Linked DNA regions of Mus musculus: region 1 is linked to region 2. A link is a contact called in public promoter capture Hi-C data. All regions are on one chromosome and are shown on one strand. The core of a region is the stretch at or near the end of the contact, and the rest is flanking DNA. Distances in the headings are between cores, read along the strand shown.

Region 1 (3,068 bases), core at 311-2,810, 160 kb after region 2:
GAACTCAGAAATCAGCCTGCCTCTGCCTCCCGAGTGCTGGGATTAAAGGCGTGCGCCACCATGCCCAGCTTTCGTTATATCTTTTTAACAAATTATTCCTTTTATTAATATGTAGCCTTCCTTTGGATTTCTTCTCGTTGCTTTTGATTTGAAGTTTAGATAGATATAAGGATAGCCACATCTGTTTGTTCAAATTCTCCATTTGCTTTGAGGTTGGTTTGCCATTCTTTGATATTAAGTCTTTAGGTATTTTTGCTGGCTATGTGTTTCTTGAAGATAGTATAGAGTCAGTTCTTGGGTTTTGATCCATTTTATTATTACTCTGTATCTTTTTAGGCCATTTACATTCAATGCTATTTGTATAAAGGGGTTTGCCATTTTCTATCTGTTAGGTGATTTTTCTGGCTGGATTATTGGTATTTCTTTTCTTGCGTTGGTTTTGAGGGTTTGCTGGGTTGCTGTGGTGAACACAGCTGTTTCTAGCTTGTGTAGTCTTCACCGAGCGTGTGCGTCATGTATTTACATGAAGGAAGCCGTCTTTCCTCTTCCTTCCTGTAAAGTGTTCTGCTTAGAACTTTCTGGAGGGCTAGCTTAGTTGCCAGCAATTATCTTACTTTATGTTTGTCCTGAAATTCCTTTATTTCTCTATGAATTTTGAAAGGTAGTCTTTCATGGTATAGCAACTATCAGCTTCATAGTTATTTACTTTTTGGAGTTTAAAATATTGCATTCTGTTTTTCCCTGGCGTTTGTGGTTGTTGAAGAACAGTCTGGGTTAATTCGGATATTTCTGCCTTTCTGTGTGAATTTCTCATGCTGCTTTCTGTATTATTTCTTTACTCTTTTTTTGACATCCTGACTGTAATGTGTCACAGAGGGTTTCTCCTGTTTACCTCTTGTGTTCAGATGCCTACTTCTTTCTGTAAACTTTTTAAAAAGTATATTCTTTTAAAGATTTTTATTTATTTTTATGTATATGAGTACACTGTAGCTGTCTTCAGACACACCAGAAAAGGGCACTGGATCCCATTACAGATGGCTGTGACCCACCATGTGGTTGCTGGGATTTGAACTCAGGACCTCTGGAAGAGCAGTCAGTGCTCTTAACCACTGAGCCATCTCTCCAGCCACTCTTTCGGTAAACTTTTTTGGTTTTTTCGAGACAGGGTTTCTCTGTGTAGCCCTGGCTGTCCTGGAACTCACTTTGTAGACCAGGCTGGCCTTGAACTCAGAAATCTGCCTGCCTCTGCCTCCTGAGTGCTGGATTAAAGGCGTGCACCACCACGCCCGGCTCCCTCTGTAAATTTTTAACTATCTATCTGTTTCATCTTATTTGTCTTATGGTCCTTCTTTTCCACCATAAATTCCTGGAAACTCTATTCATGTTTCTTAACTTTCCCCTTAAATGTGTTTGTTTGTTTGTTTGTTATGTATTATTGTCTTGACTTTCTCCTCTGGCTTCTGTAGGACCAAAGTGCTAGATAACCAAACTTCTGGTTCTGACAGGACCAGAGAGGACAGGGAGACCAGGACTCTGAACGCTGTGGCACCAGACAATTCCTTGCAACAAGGACTGCAACCCAGTGCCCTCAGAGGTCAGTGCAGGCCCCAGCCTTTGGCTCCAGTGTGCCCAGGGTCCGCTGAGAGACCGGAGCTTTGCTTTCAGTCGTATCTGAGGTCACTGTAGATTCAGGACTAGTGTTCTAGCTTCTGAGGTTCCGGTGGCAACTTCAGGCCCTGGAATCTCTATTGCTATGATTTCAGAGGTCACTGTGGGCCCATGGCTCTAAGCACAACTTCTAGACAGCAGACAGGCTTCAGCTGGTTTGAGGTTTGATATTCTGATTCCAGAAGGTTCACAGAATCCAAGGAGTGACAAAGGCTTTGACTCCACCTGGTGCTTCCTGCCCTTGGTCCTGTGGCTCATGGCAGGAAGTCATTCAGTAATTAACACTAAGTCATCCCTTCCCACAGCTGAACTTTCTCCTAATTAAAATGTATGACTGCTAGAGAAAGCTTTAAAAGTGTAGTGTGTATGCATGGTGTGTGTGTGTATAGCATGTGTAGTGTGTGTGTGTGCACAGTGTGTGTGTAGTGTGTATGTCTGTGTATGTGTAGTATGTATAGTGTGTTGTGGTGTGTAGTGTGTTGTAGTGTGTATTGTGTTGTAGTGTGTGTTGTGTCTATAGTATGTGCGGTGTATGGGTTGTATGTTTGTGTGTGTGTTGTTTGTGTAAATGTGTTTGTGTGTCTCTGTATGTAGTATGTGTTGTGTGTGTAGTGTGTTTATGTGTGTGCAGTGTGTATGTGTGTATATTATGTGTATATTGTGTGTATGTGTGCATAGTATTTGTTGTGTGTGTATGTGTCTCTGTGTGTAGTATGTTGTATGTGTGTGTTGTGTGTATGTGTGGTATGTGTCTGTATGTGTAGTGTGTGTTGTGTGTGTTGTGTGTGTGTAGTGTGTGTCTGTATAGTGTATGTGGTGTGTGTGTGTGCGGTATGTACCCCTGGAGGTCAGAAGAGGAAGTGAGAGTCCCTGTAGCTGAGGATACAGGGAACACCATGTGGTGGTTGGGAAATGAACTCAGGTGGGTCCTCTGCAAGAGCAGCAAATGCTCTTCATAGCTGAGCCATCTCCCCAGCTTCAGGATACTAGATTTAAAACCACATACCTGGCTATGGTTTGCATGTGTCCAAAATTCAGGTGTTGCAGTGTGTGATAGTAATTAGAAGTAAGTGAGGTCTTAAAAATTCTCAACCCCTCTCTCACTCCACCCTGTGTATATAAAACTTTAAGGAGTTGATTCTGTCCTTGTACCTTTTTCTGAGTCCCAGGGTTGAAGCTCAGGGATGGAGCCACCAGCTGCCTCTAGTGACCATCTCCAGCCCCCTGGAGGTAAGGTCTTCAAGCTGCATTAGGCCACAGGGGTCCTACCTTGGGACTGTTGAGAATAAAAACTAGTGCTCCCCACATGTCAAGCAAGTGCTCCACCATGGAACTGGATCTTCAGCCAGTAAGACTTTTTTTTCTTTTTTTAAAGAATGAGTCTAAAGCTGGGCATGGTG
Region 2 (2,847 bases), core at 125-2,624:
CTTTAGAATACTATAACTGTCATCTCAACACTTAGTCCATAGTGTGTGACAAATGAAAACTAATCAACTTGTATTAAACCTTAATAAAATAGAGGACTTGTAATATGGCTTCAGTAGATAAGGGTGCTTGCTACCAAGTTCCACCACCTGAGTGTAAACCTTGAGACCCGCATGATAAAAGAACAGACTTCTGACCTCCACATAAACATCTTCAATTCTTGATCTTGCTTCCATTTTCTTGAGAAGATTTGTATATCCAGAAGCAAGACAACAGGGTCACAACGTAATCGTTTCTGGGTTTTTCTGTTTTTCTTTTTGAAGCAGGGACATAACCTTTTTCCTTACAGTCCCATCAACAGCACATAAAAGTTCCTGAGGTTTTATTAACATTCCAACGCTTCCTTAAGAAAATCAATGAGCATAGTTGCTAGTGTTTGACATTCATAATGATCAAGCAACCTCAGAGGACCTGGGGGTACAAATGGGAGGTGTGAGAAGCCAACAAAATAGAGTTTAAATTTCTCCCAGCCTCTGTGGCCACGAAAAGTGCGGATAGATCCCAAACCTGGCATAGCTGGGGGGGGGGGGGGAGCACAAGTTCGGGAAGACAGGCTGTGGACAACAGATTATTCATGTCACAAGAGTTTACACATAACAGGTGTAGAAGTGCTGGGACGTTCCTTGCCCATTAATGGAAATGCGCCAGAGACTAAAGTCAAGAAGACAGATAAGGTGGTATCTTCGGTGATTCACACACACCCCTCCCTGCTGCTCCCTTTCTTTGTTTCATTTTCCTCCTCTTAACTCTGAAAGATAAACCCTCCAGAAAATTAAGAAAAAAAAATGTCCTGAAAGTTTTAGTGTCGTCAGCATTTCTCGCTCATGAGGTAAGTCTCTTAATACTAAAAGTTAGTTTGATAATCTGGTTCCTCTTGACAACATACTTTTACAGGATCTGGTAGAACGGGCACATAAAGAGGCCACAGATGTGTCCCGGGCTTACGTATACCACATTCTCTCTGCTCCTGCGGGCAATATTAAGCTACGGAATGAAAGACACATCTGGCTTTCTTGCTAGTAAGACCAGAAAGGTAGAGAGTAGCTCTGAGCCTCACTCTGGGGTTCATTTCCTCGGCTACCTCTCACTCATCCCGGGCATTTCCAGAGCGTGGGTCTGTCTGTGGCGCTTCATCCTGTTTCTGTAAATCCGCAGCCTTTCCCATTACATCCCCACCCCGAGTCAGATGGAAGGCTTTCCTGTTTGGCCACAGTGTGGTCTGTCCTCCCGGGACCCTCTTCTCAGCCATAGTCTTTCTCTGGCCCAGGGATGCATGGTGTGGGGCCTTCAGCGGAGACCGGAAGCGGAAGCAGGGGACAGCAGCTACACTTCCGGCCATAGCCTCAGAGGCAGCCATTGCTGCATGCCCAGCCAGCACCACCACACATGATGCTAAAGTGCCTGTACCGGCTCTAACTTCTCCCGCGGGTTAGCAGAGAGCCACAGGCACAGGTGGCTGTGTCTGCACGAGCAGGGCAGGTCTCCATGTGGGCACCATGCTGCCTGTCACTAACTTCACTCCACAGACAGGAAAGTCCAGTGCTCATATTCCTTAAACGCACTTGAGCACATTTCTCTGGACAAGTTCCTTACAGACCCGAGGTGCTGGCATTTGGAGCTACTAGTGCCTCCCTTAGCCCCTGGAATAGTGACTACCATCAACTTCCTGGCTCTACTTAAGTGTGTTTTCCTGGACTACACAGGAAGGATATGAGAGAAAAATGCACATATGCTGTACGTATCTGATAAAGGTTATGGGGAACATCGTAAAATTTGGAAAGAAAATAGAACAAAACAAGCATTTGGCTCGTACCTTCACTGGCCATATTATTTTTAGAAACATGTTTGTTTTCTGGTCTTTTTACCAAAAGCCAGGAGACAATTTGTCAGCAAGAAAAGGGAAAGACAAGAATGAATAATGATAAATAGCTAAAATTATACTCTAAGACAAAATTGTGTAACAGATAAATCAACTCCTATGTTTAAAAAAAAAAAGTTCTTGAGAGAAAAAGGAAAAAAAAAAGGACTGAAACAGCTGAATACAAAACTCATCTTAAGTTTGTTTTTCTGAATGTCAGCCTGATAAAATCAATTTTAATGTTTCAACCTATAATCCGGACAACTCCAGGTCAAATTGCTACACATACCATGGCAAGGGAGTACAAACATTTACAGGCTCATTATTCATTCTGTTAATTTTATGACGCACCCATATGCATGGGCCTCTGTTGGGAAAAAAAAAACAAAGCCAGTTCTATGAATTCAACATAGTGAATTATAAAAGAAAACACAAGCAAACTATGTGGAAGCCTGCCACAGCATCAGTAAGCTATGCCCCCCACAAACCCCCAGCCTCAAACAAGCACTGAAACAGGACATGGCTGAGAGCACTAATGTGGACTTTCGTGTTAAAGAACCACAGTGGGTACCAACTTGCCCTATTTAAAAGAACTGGATGTGTTGGGGTGTGGGGGTCCATCTTAGGGAAACTGGAACCCCAATGAAGAAGAGTAATCAGGTTAATAAAGGATCTGAAAACTACGACACAGAAATTGTTGGGGGACCAGTGACGTGACTATTGCCAGGTAAAGGTGCTTGCCGCCAAGTCTGATGGACAGCCTGAGTCTGATCCCTGAAACCACGTGTCCGAAAAGAAAGCACAACTCCTACAAGATTCACATATATAAGGTGTCACCTAGAGGGGACTAACACTAGCTTATCGACTCCCAAGGCCAGATGGACGGGACATGTCTTCTTTGGAAGTATTTCAAGACCCTTTTATTTTCTTT

What was found. Capture Hi-C pulls out chosen DNA fragments and counts their contacts.
Region 1: a contact with region 2 is called in a promoter capture Hi-C map of adipose tissue. The contact joins two enhancer-like sites. A contact is called at or near these places in 2 of 115 datasets of contacts at active chromatin or transcription factors (DN3 thymocytes and fetal liver) and 1 of 9 other capture datasets (adipose tissue).

Annotation. Positions count from the first base shown.
Region 1 is chr8:34,046,446-34,049,513 of GRCm38.p6, forward strand. The region is part of intron 1 of Gm40487 (a long non-coding RNA gene); the gene reads left to right. Among named protein-coding and RNA genes, the nearest start is that of Gm40487, 2.8 kb to the left of the region's middle. Within about 2 kb of position 1,561, at least 20 of the 459 cell types and tissues checked have an H3K27ac peak or open chromatin away from gene starts, as enhancers often do. A contact at or near this core is called in adipose tissue, where this site is marked.
Region 2 is chr8:33,884,462-33,887,308 of GRCm38.p6, forward strand. All of the region lies in intron 1 of Rbpms (RNA binding protein gene with multiple splicing), which reads right to left. Among named protein-coding and RNA genes, the nearest start is that of Gm51528, 38 kb to the right of the region's middle. Within about 2 kb of position 1,375, at least 64 of the 459 cell types and tissues checked have an H3K27ac peak or open chromatin away from gene starts, as enhancers often do. A contact at or near this core is called in adipose tissue, where this site is marked.